Regions from separate parts of the Xenopus tropicalis genome. Here region 1 is linked to region 2. Evidence: chromatin contacts called from public Hi-C data. All regions are on one chromosome and are shown on one strand. The core of a region is the stretch at or near the end of the contact, and the rest is flanking DNA. Distances in the headings are between cores, read along the strand shown. Region 1 has its middle 27 kb from the start of ube2v1. Region 2 has its middle 100 kb from the start of snai1.

The links. A called contact is a pair of places that touch in the nucleus more often than the background predicts.
Region 1: a Hi-C map of neurula embryo shows a contact between it and region 2, with 2.1 times the contacts expected there. The contact joins two enhancer-like sites. A contact is called at or near these places in 2 of 5 Hi-C or Micro-C datasets (gastrula embryo and neurula embryo).

What each region holds. Positions count from the first base shown.
Region 1 is chr10:36,435,227-36,437,926 of UCB_Xtro_10.0, forward strand. No RefSeq gene overlaps it. Among named protein-coding and RNA genes, the nearest start is that of ube2v1, 27 kb to the right of the region's middle. Within about 2 kb of position 1,350, at least 1 of the 11 cell types and tissues checked has an H3K27ac peak or open chromatin away from gene starts, as enhancers often do. A contact at or near this core is called in neurula embryo, where this site is marked.
Region 2 is chr10:36,301,759-36,304,458 of UCB_Xtro_10.0, forward strand. No RefSeq gene overlaps it. Among named protein-coding and RNA genes, the nearest start is that of snai1, 100 kb to the left of the region's middle. Within about 2 kb of position 1,418, at least 2 of the 11 cell types and tissues checked have an H3K27ac peak or open chromatin away from gene starts, as enhancers often do. A contact at or near this core is called in neurula embryo, where this site is marked.

The DNA of each region.
Region 1 (2,700 bases), core at 100-2,599, 130 kb after region 2:
CATGGGAATAATCCAGGCTGGTACCTTATCAGGCTAGTGAAGCCCACCTGGGGTTTTATAACAGGAAGGGTCCTTACACGCAGGAGGCCAGGAATGTTAAAGGCACAGCAGCAGTGTGGAAAGGAGCCAATAGGACGGGACAGTGTGGCTCTTATCAGCAATGAGCTGCCATGTATCTGCATCAAACAAACAGGCTATAAAAACAGCCCAGGCCCCTCTCAAATGGACAAGTGACTATCAGGCACCAGTGCACCTTTTGTCTGGGATATTAAGGGCCAAAGGCCCTTCCATTCTATAAATCACCACCAGGAGAGTGACACTGTTTGTTTATTTTGGTCATTCCTCTTGCCACCTAGACACTTATTTACAGTTACTGGGGCCTTGCTCTGTAGGGGAGGAATTTGGACTATGAACTAAAGTTAAGCTGGGGCAGATAAGTCAGGCAGGGACAAGGGAATGCTGGGAGCTGAAATTAAGACACATCTGAAGGGCCCATGACTGGCAGCACCATAAAAACATTAGTGCCTTCTTGTGCTATGTACTGTATATAACATAGCTGGCTGATTCCCTGCGATATGGTATGGTCTTGAGATGACCACTTAAGGTGCCAACAGCTTGACAATACATGTGACTTGCCAAACTCTGATTGGTTGGCCACTTCAGATAGTAGCCCTCCTGCTTTTGCTAGATAGGACATAAATGATCAGTAATGTGGACAGATATCCGCCATTGATTTGGATGAATGGAACTCCAAGGCAAACAGAAAGTATGCCCATACCACCAGCCAGACACAACATGTCTTCATGGCTGTCCCTGCTGGTGGCTCGTTCCTGGGCCAAAACTGAGACCCCATGATTGATCATTTAATTAACCTGCCATTCTATATAATCCATTTAATGACATTTTACCATATAAATAAAGTTATACATACATATACTGTGCGTCAACATTTCCTTCCCCACCAACACTTCATCTTACTATACATAATATCTCACAGTTACAACCCCTATCCATGACACCAACTTTCCTTTTTATGCACAATAAGCCACACTTATACTTCTCCTGTGGGGCACACCAGCTCGCTTCACAGCAGGGGCTAACAATTAATGTGTGCTGCCCCCCTAAAGACAGCATTATTCTCTTGTTATTCTCTCCAGTATTAATGGTGGAACTCCGAAGGTACTAACATTCCATCATTAATGCTATCAGAGAAGCAGGCCATGAATTCCCTATTGCCCTACTCCCCCTTCCCTCAGACACTGCCCCCCATACTCTGCAGGAGGTCGCTCCAAGCCACAGAGGGGGCTAATCAGCACAGAGGGGTATAGCATTAGCAGGAATGTGCTAGGATGATTTACAAGAATGAAGGCTCCTAAATTCTGCAGTGTACCTGTAAGCAATTAGAGACAGGGCTGGATCCACACTGAGAAGGTCCCATGCTGGGATGGAAAACAAAGATCCCGAAAGTACTGGCTCATATAACAACGTGGTTAAATGTGTATAATAACCCATGGATAAGAGAATTTTTCTTGTTTGGGGGGTGGGGGTTGCAGTAGCCCTGATATGTAATCTGATAAGGTTTCTCTGTATTTAACTCTACACTTTTATCTTGCAGAGGTATTTGGTGGCCCCTGGCTGATATAAAGGGGGTTAGTTTACTGCTGGATGCCATTAATTGTATTAAAGGGGAACTAATTCCCCCATAGACTGCCCTCTATTGGCAACCCTCCCTGCAGAGTCTATTAGATGCAAAAGTGTCCCTGTCTAGAAAGCTGACCTATAGATACAGAGTAGCACAGTGTACTTTCCGGGCACCATCTTCTTTGGATTTTGTTTGGCAAGTTTGCCGACACTTAGCTTTCTGGCACATATGAAGCTGGAGCTAGTCTGAGATTAGCTGTGCCAAAAACAACATCCATTGGCAAATGAAAGAAGATGATCCGAAGATCCAGAAAATGGCGCCTATGAACTCTGCTGCGCTACTCTGCATTTATAGGTCAACTTTTCGAAGAGGGACACTTTTGCATGTAATAGAGGGAAGGAGCAGGGAGAGAGGGCAATTAAGGGCAGTCTATGAGGGCTTTTGTCTGTAGAGGGTTAGTTCTCTTTTAAGGTCATGTAGATCTTTACAGAATAGTGTGGGTCCTTTGTTCCCTACAGATTCTGTAAAAACGTAAGTTAGGCAAAATTAACAAGTCAACTGGGAAGATGTTGTGCAGTTTGACCAACCATGTAGCTCTGACCACAAATGAGGAGGCACCAGGGGTCCTCGTAATTCCACATTTGCCACTGCCCCATCCGAGCATTTTCAGTTGGGCAGGTTGTCTGCAATCTGATAGGATGATTGAATGGTCTTCCAAAATTTCCACCCTGTTCTAGTGCCGTACATAACGAAATAGTTGGGTGACATAGTTGACATTGGCCAACCCAATCAGGCAGCTACAATTGGGAAAGTACAATGTACATAATGTGTATGGGTCCAAAAGAGCTGATTTCTAGTTTTGGGAGTGATGATTGAAATGGTCCTGGTGAAAAGGACAGAAGATCTGCCTACTGAGTGCCCAAAGCATTCCCTATATGTATAGTTGGACTTATGCCCACTCCAGGCCTTGATGGGCTCACAAGTGCATGGAGGTCGGGTTCCATAAGACGCTCCAGCATGGGGAACCTTTACAATTCCTGGAAACTCAGTAATGAAGC
Region 2 (2,700 bases), core at 168-2,667:
CCTAAAGGCCAGTTAGGGGGAGATTTGGGGTGAGTGCTTATTTGTGCCCTGGGTACCCCTGGAACTATATTAGGGTGACTGTTACCCCAATGTTTCTATATATCTGTAACCTTGTTATGGGATAAGGGGGCCCAGCCTGAAGGCCAGTTAGGGGGAGATTTGGGGAAAGTGCTTATTTGTGCCCTGGGTACCCCTGGAACTATAGCAGGGTGACTGTTACCCCAATGTTTCTATAGATCTGTAACCTTGTTATGAGCTAAGGGGGCCCAGCCTGAAGGCCAGTTAGGGGGGATTTAGGGTGAGTGCTTATTTGTGCCCTGGGTACCCCTGGAACTATAGCAGGGTGACTGTTACCCCAATGTTTTTATATATCTGTAACCTTGTTATGAGCTAAGGGGGCCAGCCTAAAGGCCAGTTAGGGGGAGATTTGGGGTGAGTGCTTATTTGTGCCCTGGGTACCCCTGGAACTATATTAGGGTGACTGTTACCCCAATGTTTCTATATATCTGTAACCTTGTTATGGGATAAGGGGGCCCAGCCTGAAGGCCAGTTAGGGTGAGATTTGGGGTGAGTGCTTATTTGTGCCCTGGGTACCCCTGGAACTATAGCAGGGTGACTGTTACCCCAATGTTTCTATATATCTGTAACCTTGTTATGAGCTAAGGGGATCCAGCCTGAAGGCCAATAAGGGTGAGATTTGGGGTGAGTGCTTATTTGTGCCCTGGGTACCCCTGGAACTATAGCGGGGTGACTGTTACCCCAATGTTTCTATATATCTGTAACCTTGTTATGAGCTAAGGGGATCCAGCCTGAAGGCCAATAAGGGTGAGATTTGGGGTGAGTGCTTATTTGTGCCCTGGGTACCCCTGGAACTATAGCAGGGTGACTGTTACCCCAATGTTTCTATATATCTGTAACCTTGTTATGAGCTAAGGGGATCCAGCCTGAAGGCCAGTTAGGGGGAGATTTGGGGTGAGTGCTTATTTGTGCCCTGGGTACCCCTGGAACTATAGCAGGGTGACTGTTACCCCAATGTTTCTATATATCTGTAACCTTGTTATGAGCTAAGGGGGCCCAGCCTGAAGGCCAGTTAGGGGGGGATTTGGGGTAAGTGCTTATTTGTGCCCTGGGTACCCCTGGAACTATAGCAGGGTGACTGTTACCCCAATGTTTCTATATATCTGTAACCTTGTTATGAGCTAAGGGGGCCCAGCCTGAAGGCCAATAAGGGTGAGATTTGGGGTGAGTGCTTATTTGTGCCCTGAGTATCTCCTATGGCAGGGTCAAATAATCCCCCTTTGCAAAATCTACCCCTAAACATCCCCATGTATTTTGTTTTCCGTTGGCTGCCAACACTGCAACTCTCTGACATCTTGAAGAGGGACATGAATAGCACTGCACGACTGATTAGCAACTGACACATCTGAGGACCTTCAACAGAGGATCCTGTGTGTGTGGATTATGTGCCCCGGCTGTAAGCCGGACTCCTGAGCACAAACAGGACCCTCCTTTGTTTGCTGGATCTTCAAGATGCTACAGAACTTGCAAGGAATCTGGACTTCAAGAGAAGCGCAGAACGTGTTACAGAGTGGAGCGGCATTAACCAGATGGTAACAGCGAGCCTTCTCCTTCCAGATGAATCTGCTCCTGTCGCCAACATTTCCCAAATGCCAAGAAAGAGCGTTTTCAAAAACAGCAAAGTCACAAGCTTCTCCCTCCAGCGAGGAACAGTCTGGCAGGTGGGACAGCTGTGGGGGAAAGCCCAGAATTCAGGCCAGAGATCAGCTGTTGCTTTCAGCTGGTCAAGTCCACCACTTGGTCTCTCGCATACAGTACCAGTCATTGAAAGGAACCCGGTCAAACGGCGGAGCCAGAGGGGCCTTTGATGTTAAAGCAGCAAGTGCAGAAAGGTTTTTCTGAAAACATACCCTACAATTTCTCCACCCAAAAACTGACTTTTGCATAATGAAAATAATCCAATTCTCAGCAACTTTCCAATATAAATCCATTTGTCGTTTTCACTGGTTTTAAAAACATTCACATTCTTTTAATTAATTTACACTGAAACTTTGCCTAGATTTCCTGTTTTCATTATTTAAAAATGAGTTTTTGGTTTCAGATCCATTATAAAGGAGAATATATCCTATTTGGTTTACTTGACTTAAGCATTACTATTCTCGGCTATGTGTGCAATTCCAGCAGTGCTGGTAGCCTCTCTCTCTGCTTTACTGTGTGAGAGCTAATCAAAAATAGGTACACTTGGTGCCTAAGAGTGACTTGATTCTTAGGTGCTATGTGTACTCATTTTTGATTGGCTCCCCTAGGTTACAACTTTATGCCCCCATTTAATTTGACATAGAACAGTAGTCTTCTGAGTTTTTGGGTTCAGACCTCCCTTTGTGATCAAAACTTTAGCTCATAACAAGGCTCCAGGGATTACAAAGATAGAATATAAACATTTACCCTGAAATTGGTCTTCAGGCTTAGGCCTATTATCTTGAGTTCCCCAACATGGCATTTTGGAAACCAGTAGTATATAGACAATGGTATTCTAAGACAGTTTACATGATTTATCTTTGTGTTTCAGTGTATTACGATCTGGTTAGTAGGCTCCCACATAACCTAGCAACCCAGCATTGGTTTGAATGAGGGGCTGAGGGGATGAACAGAAGGATACAGAGGGTTACTAACAAATTCAGC